Regions from separate parts of the Gossypium hirsutum genome. Here region 1 is linked to region 2. The links are chromatin contacts, called in public Hi-C maps. All regions are on one chromosome and are shown on one strand. The core of a region is the stretch at or near the end of the contact, and the rest is flanking DNA. Distances in the headings are between cores, read along the strand shown. Region 1 has its middle 21 kb from the start of LOC107963508. Region 2 holds the start of LOC107962413 (Golgi SNAP receptor complex member 1-1).

Evidence for each region. A called contact is a pair of places that touch in the nucleus more often than the background predicts.
Region 1: a contact with region 2 is called in a Hi-C map of leaf, with 3 times the contacts expected there. The contact joins the enhancer-like site here to the promoter of LOC107962413 in region 2. A contact is called at or near these places in 13 of 34 Hi-C or Micro-C datasets (anther, callus, hypocotyl and 3 more).

The regions. Positions count from the first base shown.
Region 1 is chrD06:63,753,186-63,758,600 of Gossypium_hirsutum_v2.1, reverse strand. No RefSeq gene overlaps it. Among protein-coding and RNA genes, the nearest start is that of LOC107963508, 21 kb to the left of the region's middle. Within about 2 kb of position 3,595, at least 5 of the 9 cell types and tissues checked have an H3K27ac peak or open chromatin away from gene starts, as enhancers often do. A contact at or near this core is called in hypocotyl and leaf, where this site is marked.
Region 2 is chrD06:63,684,474-63,690,007 of Gossypium_hirsutum_v2.1, reverse strand. LOC107962413 (Golgi SNAP receptor complex member 1-1) reads right to left here and starts at 3,481. Exons shown (of 5, transcript XM_016898797.2): 1 at 3,281-3,481; 2 at 1,180-1,419; 3 at 555-722. The coding sequence starts at 3,319.

The sequences.
Region 1 (5,415 bases), core at 2,346-4,845, 68 kb before region 2:
ATTATTTTTATTACTGTTTGTTATTATTATTATTATCATATTTGATCATATTTTTATTCACCTATATACCTATGCGTTACTTTGTTATTTCTTATTATTTTAGACTGTTTTTTATTATGTATATGTACGTATGTAGTATGTATTACTTAATTTTAAATTATATATATGTATTTTATGCATATGTAACTCTCATTTAAAAATTATTTTTTACATATACATATATTATTGTTGGTTTCGAATCATTTTCTATGCATGTATGCACTTCATTTCTTTCAATATTCTATTTTTTATTTTTCTATCTCAACTTTTCCTATATATTATATTATTATTTATATTGAGTTTTCACTTCATATATTGTCTATTTTGATTAATACAAGTATATTATTTTAAGTTTTGCTTATTTTGACTTCCTTTTTATAATACTTACTTTAAATTTCATTTAGGTAGTATTATTTCATGTAATATTCATTATCTCATTCTTGAATGTTGTCAAGTTTTTGCATTAATTATTTCATTTTAAAATTTCATTCATGTAATTTTTGTGAATATGCATTCAAGTCTCTTTTCTCGTATTACCTTTTTGGCACATTTTATTTGTGTTAAGTTGTTTGGTATTTCCTTGATTATTTTAATTAGGTTTTCAAACATGGATGTTAGAATTTGCACAATTAGAGATACGAAATTGTTACTCCTATGTATTGTATTGCTTATTTATTTGTTTATTTTTCATACATTAGTGTACGTTGATTTACAAACCTCCATTTCGTGTTGTACGTTATTCTTCTATGGTTTTATTTATTCAAAAGATTACGTTTCATTTCATTTAAATATCAAAACCAATTTATCCAAAAATCTTCAAAATACTCGAAGTTTGGAATCCTCGAGAGAATTGAGCCCTAACGCATTGGGTTCCAATTTCCCCGTCAAATCTAAATAATCGAAAATTTTCAAACATACAAATTTCAAATAAAAACTCATTCTCGGGAATTCGACACGTTGTGTCCTAACGCATTGGATATGACATGTTATTTTCTCGAGATGAGGATTTTTATAATAAAGGCAATATTCGATATTTAGGAATTTTGTGAAATCGAGCCCTAACTTACTGGGTTTTGATTTTCTCATTTGACCCAAATGATCGGATATCCTTCTCAAAATGCGTAGGTTTTAAAAGTCGAGAGATAAATTTAAATTTTGAGGATTTAAAATGTTGCACTCTAACTTACTGAGTGTGACGGTTTATTTCTTTGAAATAAGTGAATCTCATCGTCCAATTCATTTTATCCAAAATAAAAGGATCGTATTTTAAAATCTTTTCAAAAATTTGACATTAAGACATTAAACAATCGATTCGGTACCAATTTTGGGCGTTACGAGGGTGCTAACCCTTCCTCGTGCGTAACCGACTCCGGGACCTATTTTTCTCAAATCTCGCAGACCTAAATTTTTAATGGTGAACCGATCAAACCTTAATAAAAGATCGGTGGCGACTCCATTTCCATTTTCAAAATCGATACCCATTTTTCAAATTCAAAAAAATGGTTTCGACATTCAAAACATCTCATTTATGCAACAATTTCACATTAAATCCTTGTACTTTTATTAATTTAATAAATTATCCCCTAATCGAAAAATTCATCAAAATTATTTAACAAAATACTTTTAAATATCAACCAACATCTCAAATTCATGATTTAAGAACTAAAATCATATAGATTCATCAATGGAAACATTAAAAACTTTTAATGAAATCAAAAACTAAGGTAAGGTTTAATTGGACCTAATTGTAACAATCTCAAAAACATAAAAATTACAAGAAACGGGTAAGAATTGAACTCACATGAAGAAAAAATCGAACAACCAACTTAAGCTCTTTTCCATGTCTATTTTGCCGAAAATTGAAGAAGTAATGTCTAGAAAACTATCCAAATCTAATTTGTTTTATTTTAATTTCACCAAAATTACAATTGTGCCTCTGTTTTATTATTATTTTTCTCTTATGCCGCCTCATCCATTAAATTTAGGTACAATTATACTTAGGTCCTTCTTTATTTATTAATTAAGTCATTTAATCACCTAATTATTATATTTAACAAGTTTTACACTTTTTCAATTTAGTCCTTTTTCATTAATTGACTATCAAAACATTAAAAATTTTTAACGAAACTTTAAAATCATCTTAATGACACTCCGTAAATATTTATAAAAATATTTACGATTCGGTTTATAGAAACAAGATCCCGATACCTCACTTTCTAAAACCACTTAACCTAATAATCATTATAAAACACAAATTACTAATTCAAAAACCTTTTTAAAACCATATTTGACTCGTAAATATTAAATAATAATATTTACGAACTTACCTACCGGATTTGGTGGCCTTAAACTACTATTTCTAACACCACTAATAAATCGAGCTGTTACAGTACCCTTGCCTCAATTACCAATACTTAAGTGTTGCGTGGCCTAAGTAAGCCTAATAAGAGGTTTATTTTCTTTCACTAAGACCTATATATAATACCTTACGTAACACTCTAACCAATATGACAATAGTTCTAAATCCTAAATGATCATCTGAAGGATCACTAAACTCAATTTATTATAGTATTCCATGCTACTATCTCCTCAATCATATTTTCATACTAACAAAGAGCCAAATAAAGCCATTCAAGCATTTAACATCATTTTCAAGCCAAGAATAGATATACCTATATACAAGTCATAACACGACCAAAACAAAACGATAATTTGATTCTTATAATGACCCCTATTATGTACATAAAACTACCATTTTTGAACTCAACACATTAGCAGATTGTTCACATTGAGGTAGTTGTGACTATGAGTAGTTGATGCAACTCTTCCTTAATTTGACTAACCTGCGCACGTAAAGAAAACAACAATGGTAAAGTGAGCATTATAATCCTAAGTGGTAACTCCATAAAGCACATAAAGATAATATCAATTCAATAGGCAATTAATTCACTTATAAGATCTATGTTTTATATTCACGCACAATCTCATTTATCATATCCAAATGCCATATTCTTAACCTTAATTCCATGACAATACCCTAGTTCCATTTGTACAATCAACAATATTTAGAAGCACTCTTATAGAACTTGATTAACTTAGTCTTGCACCAGTAATTTCCCTAGCATATGTCCTGAATTTGTATTCTATGTCGTTTTGCTAATTATTCGATTAATTACAATTTCACGATTCAATATATTATCTAGTAAGCAATGCAAGTTACTACAACATAATCGACCATAAATACAACACTTGAATCTTGCGTTGTTTTTTGTTTCTTTACCCCATGGTCATGCTATATATTGTCACCCTTGTCAATATTGGCAGACTTCGGAATTGGATTCACCACCCCCATCGTTTTCCCGTCAAGCTCTATATCCAACCGTTGGGATAATTTCTTACCCCATTCAGAAAGGATATCCCATAACTCTTTTATTATGGTTACTCAAAGCTAAACCATTGTTACCATTAACTTTTGCATGCTATAGGTTGGCCATGCAAATCCCCCATCTTGTTCCACGACCAAAACAACCGAATGTTTGTACTATCGAGCCCAATTTCTTTCCTTATAATTGTTTCTTTTGGTCCACCAATAATTGATCCAATATTCCATCACCTAAAGGTTTCACTCTAAGCCCACTAAACTCACATACTGGCCTTATATGTTTCCACAATTTAGCCTTTGTTTCTAGACATGTCAAGCCAACTCTCCTCATTGCCCATATCAGTCTTTTCATTATCTAAACCATTGGTTTTCCTTTTGTTTGCCCTTATCCTTACCTCTAAATTTTGCATTACTAGGGACCTGCTCCAAAATCCCTCCTATATTTTTGGAGTAATCCTTATTACTATGTTCTACCTCCTCAATATCCACCTCATCACCATAATCCTCTAAGATTTTAAATCTCAAAATTCTAGTAGTTGCCTTATCTTTCCTAATTTCCCTGTGAGCCTTGGCCTCTCCATTCCCAATCACCGCCTTTCTCTGGTGACTTTGGACCTACATCCATGGTCTAAACAGCTTGCCAACATAATCCTTCTTCTTAAGATGATCAAACCTGATAACTAATTCAGTTTGGTTCTGCTCATGCACTTCATTTATCTTAGGCTGTCGCACACCGCAAGTTTCTTTGGTGTGTCCTTAACACCCACACTCATAGCAAATAAACAATAGTCCATCATATTCAACCCTTTGAAGGAAGTTGTCAATTCCAATACAAGAAATCAATGGTTTTCTCAAATCTACCACTACTGCTAACGTCACAAACTTTCCCCTCCTGCCTACTATAGTATTGTAATCAATCTTGACAGCCTGACCAATCACCCCAGCAATTGCTCTGAACAAATCCTTATTGTAATACCTGTAAGGCAACCCCGGTAGTCTTACCCATACCACAATATGCGACAGGTGAAGATCTTTCATCGAAAATGATATGCTCTATGGTTGCACCACCAAAACAACTCCTATAAGCTGCCTAAAGTCCAATATTGGTAAGACCCTTATCATAATCTTTCTTTGGGAGAAACCTTCACTAAGTAATATTCATTATCAAGATCAACAATTTGTAATTTTCCTTCTAGTTTTCGAAGGGATTGTATCCTACATGCGAGTCTCTAAACCCAATAGACTTCCAAGTAAGTGGACAATAATTGATTGCTCCATCCTCATCACGCACTTCAATCTCTAAATCCTCATTCCATGACTCCACCTCTCCCACTTGCTTAGTATTAGCCGAAAGTGTATCCTTAAAAGGCAACTTCTTTCCACCAGCATCCTCCATTTCCAAGTCCTCCCCATTTCGCAGCCTTTCAAAACTAGTTTAGCAGCCCTCTCAAGCTCCAAAAGCAATGGAGGTCCTAGAAGCTTCAAACTAGTCGAGAAAGAGAAAAACATACTTTTCCCCAGTATATATATATATATAGACATATTTTATTAAATCTTTATACAGGTGCCTAGTCAGGGGACTGGCAAGGCCTACCCCTAAAATGAAAACTTTTCATTGAATTCTTTTAAATTTTTAAAAATTTTAAATTAGTAAAAATAAAATTTTACTTTGGTCCCATTAAAAATAATAAAAATTTGATTTAATCTTTTAAATATTATAAAGATATAGATTGTTCACATGGTCTGACACACGGTCGTGTGGCGTCGACTATCAGTTTTCCAACGATTAAACTCGAAACAAAAATTAGGTTATCGATACTCACCTGATAAAGATTCGATGCAAAAGTAACAAGGGTGAATTCACGTCCCTAAAACGACATTACAACGACAAATCAGATAAATATTCGCACTCAAAATACTAAGATTAACGTCTGAGACTGAAGTTACGTTGAAGAACTTCAGACACAAACTTTAAATCAAACTTACCGGTAATG
Region 2 (5,534 bases), core at 2,232-4,731:
GCCTCTATATTAGGAAATTAACAAGTTTATCCCAGCTCCTATCTTTCATCACTTTTTAAGGGTCAAGGTATATCAACATCTTTGAATATTCTTGAACAAAATCAAATACTCCATAAGTCATAAACTATAATTGTCATGTCAAGATCCCAAATGTTGAAATCCTCTAATTAGTTGAATGAGAAAACACCTGCAAAATAGAACTATAAAGAACATATATCAAATTCTCAAAAGATTTTTTGACATAAATTGTGCGGATGTTGCTAAGCTAACATTTTCAGACTGGTAACCAACTGCAAACCATTCTTTTAGATCTTAATATGAAGAAAATGGAATGAAGGTATAACAAATGAGAAGATGACAGGAAAAAAGCCACAATTAAATTCAGAGTTTTTTTTATTGATCTGCTCTATTTGTCTCTCCTCGATCTCATTACTAATTAGTTATTAAAATCTAAGTTCCCATCATTAACTGACATTTAAGGCATTTCTGTAGAAGGAATAAAGTAATTTTGTCATACTCACAATATATCGTTAACTACGATTTATCTTACATACATGTCCTGTATTTCGACTGATGGCCGCATGCTCCTTAAGTAGAGCTTGTTCTGTGGAACCAACACCTTCTTCCAAGTCTAATCTAGTCCGATCAAATTCCCTAAAATCCTCCAGTAGAGAAGCGTGTTCTTGTTTAGCTCTAAGGCTAGAGCGAAGACGATAGAACTCCTGCACTTCAATCAGGTCTAATATCAGGTTAGTTTCTGCGCAGTTCAATCTAGTAACTCCTGTTAATGTTTTCATGGCAAAAGAATGTATATTTGGAGGTTCAAAAAGGTGCATATAGAAAGCTACAAGCCTGCAAGTGTCTACAGACATATGAAGATGCCGAACTAAACTAGTATGCAGGGTAGAAAATGGTTGCAGAAACAAAGTATATTTGGTATATTTGCAGGATGAGAAGAAATGTTGCATCTAGCATTCACTGTAAAGGCTCTTAACCTCTTCTTTTCTTTTATTATCAGTTACAAACAGATTGGGAGACATAAAGTCACTTTTATTTTAACTTTAAATTGAAAGACGGGAGAAGAAAAGCTTGTGTTACAGGGACAAAAATGAAAAAGCAAAGAATGAAGATTGCCTGGCAGACAGAGATAAATAAAAAATATTTTATGAACCACAATACCTGAGTGAGATCTTGAAGAATTTCCTGATGCCTAGTCAAGGTATGAGAAACCATTTCAGATCCACCAGATGAGACCCAGTCTTGCATTTTCATATTTACTTCTTGTAGCTGTTTTAGTAGTCGGTCGATACCAGATTCAATACCATTCTCTTCCAAGTCATTTTTTATCGAAGCCTTACTGGAGACCAACTTACGATATGAATTCATTTGCTCATCCAACTGAGCTTCGAGTTTCCTTGCCTGCAATAACAGTGCACAAAGTCATTCATTATGCGACTATTACCATTTTAGGATATATCCAATGTCCTTCAGGCAAATAAAAGGTTCTTAACGCCAAAGAAGGTCATTTCAATGGCATAATCTCAATGCCATAAATTTAAGGATGTCAAATTAATTGCCACTAAAATTTGAAAATCTAAATGAAATATTCCGAGAGGAAAATAATGAAGCACCTCTTTCAACAATATTTTGATATTGGTGACTCAAATCATGCTCTTCCAGTCTTAACCTAAAAAGATTATCAGGAAGCATATTGTACCTTGTCTAATGTAAGGTTGATTGTTGAACCAGTTATATAAGCTAGAATGGTAATGCACTGATGCTACGCATGGCAACTAAAACTTACAAAATTCATAACCCAGTTAATTAGATAATGCAGGAAATGAAACATTACAGTTCATTTTCTCCTTATAGAACTTTTTAAAAGAAGTCTATTACAATTTTCAACAAGAAGGCTTATCCACAACCATTAAGGAAGATATGTGATTTTATGCGGGACGACCACTCAAGCAATTTCAGTCTAAAATTAAATTCAATCAGCAAGTTAGAGGAGAAATAACAGCTACATATATGGTTCCTTTAAATTTTGACACAGTTCAAATTCTTAAAGAAAGATAACAATTTTCAATTTTGCTATATCCTTGCAGACTAGGAACCTAATGATTTTCAGGCAAGCCTTCACACCCACCGTCAAATTTCAAACGGAACTCTACATCAAAATATGGACTTACGCAGAAAAGTCATCTATTTATATTTTTTATAAAATCCTGTTTACCTTATTCAGGGAAGGCAATCAATTAACTCTTATCAGCCATCACTCTGATCTACATCAGTTACGATAGCAAACTAATCGAACACTGATATCATCATATTTAACTGAACGACATCATTAGTACCTCGAATTTTAGTTGCCAGCAAGTAATTTGACACAAGGTTAAATTGGATTTAGTTTTATTATATTGCAATATCAACCACACAGAAAATCCAGAAGATAAAGTAAATATTTTAACAAAGAAATACAACATTCGTCTTCATCAATTGCTATAGGAAACTTCCAGCATTTCCTCCTCACAGGTAAACTCCCATTCTCAGCAGAAAAGATAAATTTGGAAAAAAAAAAAACTTCATCTATTTGTAATTAGAGATGAAACTAGATTCACAGACACCATAGACCGGACCATTCATTTAGAGCAAAAAATATGCGAAGGAAAGACAAAACAGAAACACATGAAACCTAGGTTAACTGGTGTCAGATATGAGTATGTGTTAAACAAACTATGCCCATTTGTTCTAAGCTTTTTCATATATTAGGAGAATTATACCCCCACGGCCCACAGATCTCTCAAAATTAAAATGAACAAACAAAATGTGCAACAAGTTTTAGTAAAACAGTAAATCTTAGCTAAATCTCTAATTAGTATAAACAGTTCCAGAGTTGGAAATTAACAAAAAGTTTTAATTTTTCTGTACAAGCAACAAATACATAATCTATATTTGTTTCCCCAATAATATTACCCAAATAGGGGAAAAAACAGGTTCAGTACATTGAATTTCCAGATTTCGATTTCATTTGAACAAATTCCAATAAGAAAACTCAACTACTTCAAAAAAAAATGAAGAAATTTTGAAGATCTGATAGAACAAAAACAAAAAAAAATTCGTTTACTTCATTGAAATTTTCTAAAAATACCAAATAAAGAAACCTGAACTTCCTAAACAATTCACACCAAATTCAATCAAATCTAATAGAATTATATAACCCTAGGTTTTTCCGATGCCAAAATTTCTATATTTTTTCTAATCAAACAGAATCAAAACACACCTGTTTGCGTAGAGCATCCCATGAGACAGGCACTTCCATCGTAATCCACAGATCGATCGCTTAACAAATTCTTCTTCGTTCGATTTTTTTTTTTTCAAAGCCTTCGAAATTTCTTCTCTTTTTTTTTTTAAATTTTTGGAGGATTCTATTTATTTATTTATTTATTTACTTACGAGTTTTTCAACTATTTTGATTTGATATGTACAAACAAATATATATAAAAAAATTAAAAGGAAAAATAATTAAAAAAATATTTGAAGGACTAAAACGCTTCGTTTTGAAGAAGGCTGTAGGTTGAAGGGTTGTTTGGGGACAGGGATAGGTCGTCTGCTCTCTGAACCCAATCCTAACGGCAATTAGGTTCAAAGATTGATTTTAGGTTAAAATTTTCTATTAGTCCCTGTACTTTGCAAAAGTTATAGATTTAGTCCGTATATTTGATTAATTTTAGTCCCCTTGCATTTTGAATTTTGAAATTTTAGTTTTGGCCCAAATAATAACCGTTAAATATGTTTAATTAAATTCAATTGCTAGTCATGTACTATGTATACAGTTGTAGATTTAGCCAATATTCACCAATTAGATCATTTTAAGCCCCTATATTTTTTTTTTAAAATTTTAAAACTCCAATATTAATATAAATGATGGTCGTTAATCCATTGACTGGATTTTTAGTGAGAAATATGTGAAAGTAACAAATTAACATGGCATTATACATATGATAATATGTTTGCCGCATCAAATTTTAGAAATAGCATAACTTAATAAATTTAACAGTTATCATTTGGTGAGGACTGAAATTTTAAATTTTGAAAAGTACAATAACTAAAAATGACCAAATTAAAATATAAAGGCTAAATCCATGATTTTCATAAAAGTATAGGGACTAATGCCAAAATTTAACCTTAATATTATTATTTTTAAAATGCCATTTAAAACTTGAATTTAATAAATGTCATTGATATATAATTATTTGGAGGGTTTATAAAATAAAATTAAAATATACGCATGATGATATTTGAGCTCAAAACATTATTAATATATTTACTTTATCATTTAAAATAAAACCTTATTTATTAATTTATATTAATTTTATAAAAATATTTATTACATAATTTTATTTCTCATCTACATCGTAAAGGGTTTAAAGCGAGTTTTAATAGAATTATTATAATATTTTCTTTTTCTTTCATTACATTCAATAACCACTTAACCAACTATTTGATTTAGGTGGTTGATTTCTGTTTTGGTTAAAATAATTCATTGGGTAAGTTAAAATGATTAGTTATTGATTTAAGCAGGTTAGTTTAATGGTCAGAGTATTCACTGTCTCAAACTGCACTAATCATGTTCCTATTAAGGTTTTTCCCTCTTGTAATTCACCAAAAACAAAATTTTATTTAATATTTTAAATTACACCCCAGACTCTAACTCATCTTTTTTTAATTGAATCACTTCAAACCATCAAAAGTGTCAGTTCATATCTTAGAGAGTTTGATCAAATTGGTTCTTAATTTTGTTAGACCAACTCAGATTGGGTTTCTAAGCTATGAAAGGGAAATTACCCTCCAAAAGAATAGCTGGGTACAAGTTAATATCTAGTCCCTTGAGGAAGAGATAGCCTACTAAATTGATTACTTGGATTCGAGTACGAGTTTCGAATAAAGACATGTGTATCAGAAAATTTTCTAAATTTTTCCATGTATTTTAAGTATCATTCAAATTCATATACTCATATCTTTGTGTCCAACACAGATACTTCAAAAACAATAAAGAGTCCGAACAATACTAATACCTGAAAAGCAAGTAATTCAAAGAGAGATAACAAATGCCTTCCAAATAAGCCATTGTAGCCTAAATTCATCATATCATTGTCATCCAATTCTTTATGGACAGAAGCTATATATATATATAGCTATAAAGTACCTGAAAAGACTGACAATCAATGGAAAATGGGCATTAAGGTCCATGCAATGTTGGCCAATATCCACTAACATAGAACAGATACACAAGGAAAAGGTGGAAGAACAGGGATAAAGATGGACATCTAAGGGAAAGCTTATGCAAACATGTAATCTAAATGCAGGGAACTTTAAAGATTTGGATGGAAACATTCTAACTGTAAAAGTACTATGGAGGCTCTATACTAGGAGCCAGATTGCATTTTGCTCCGTTTACTCAAAAAATGGACAAATTAGCCCTTGTATACTAGATTAAAGAGCAAACTAATCCTTTCTATTAAACATCAGTTTTT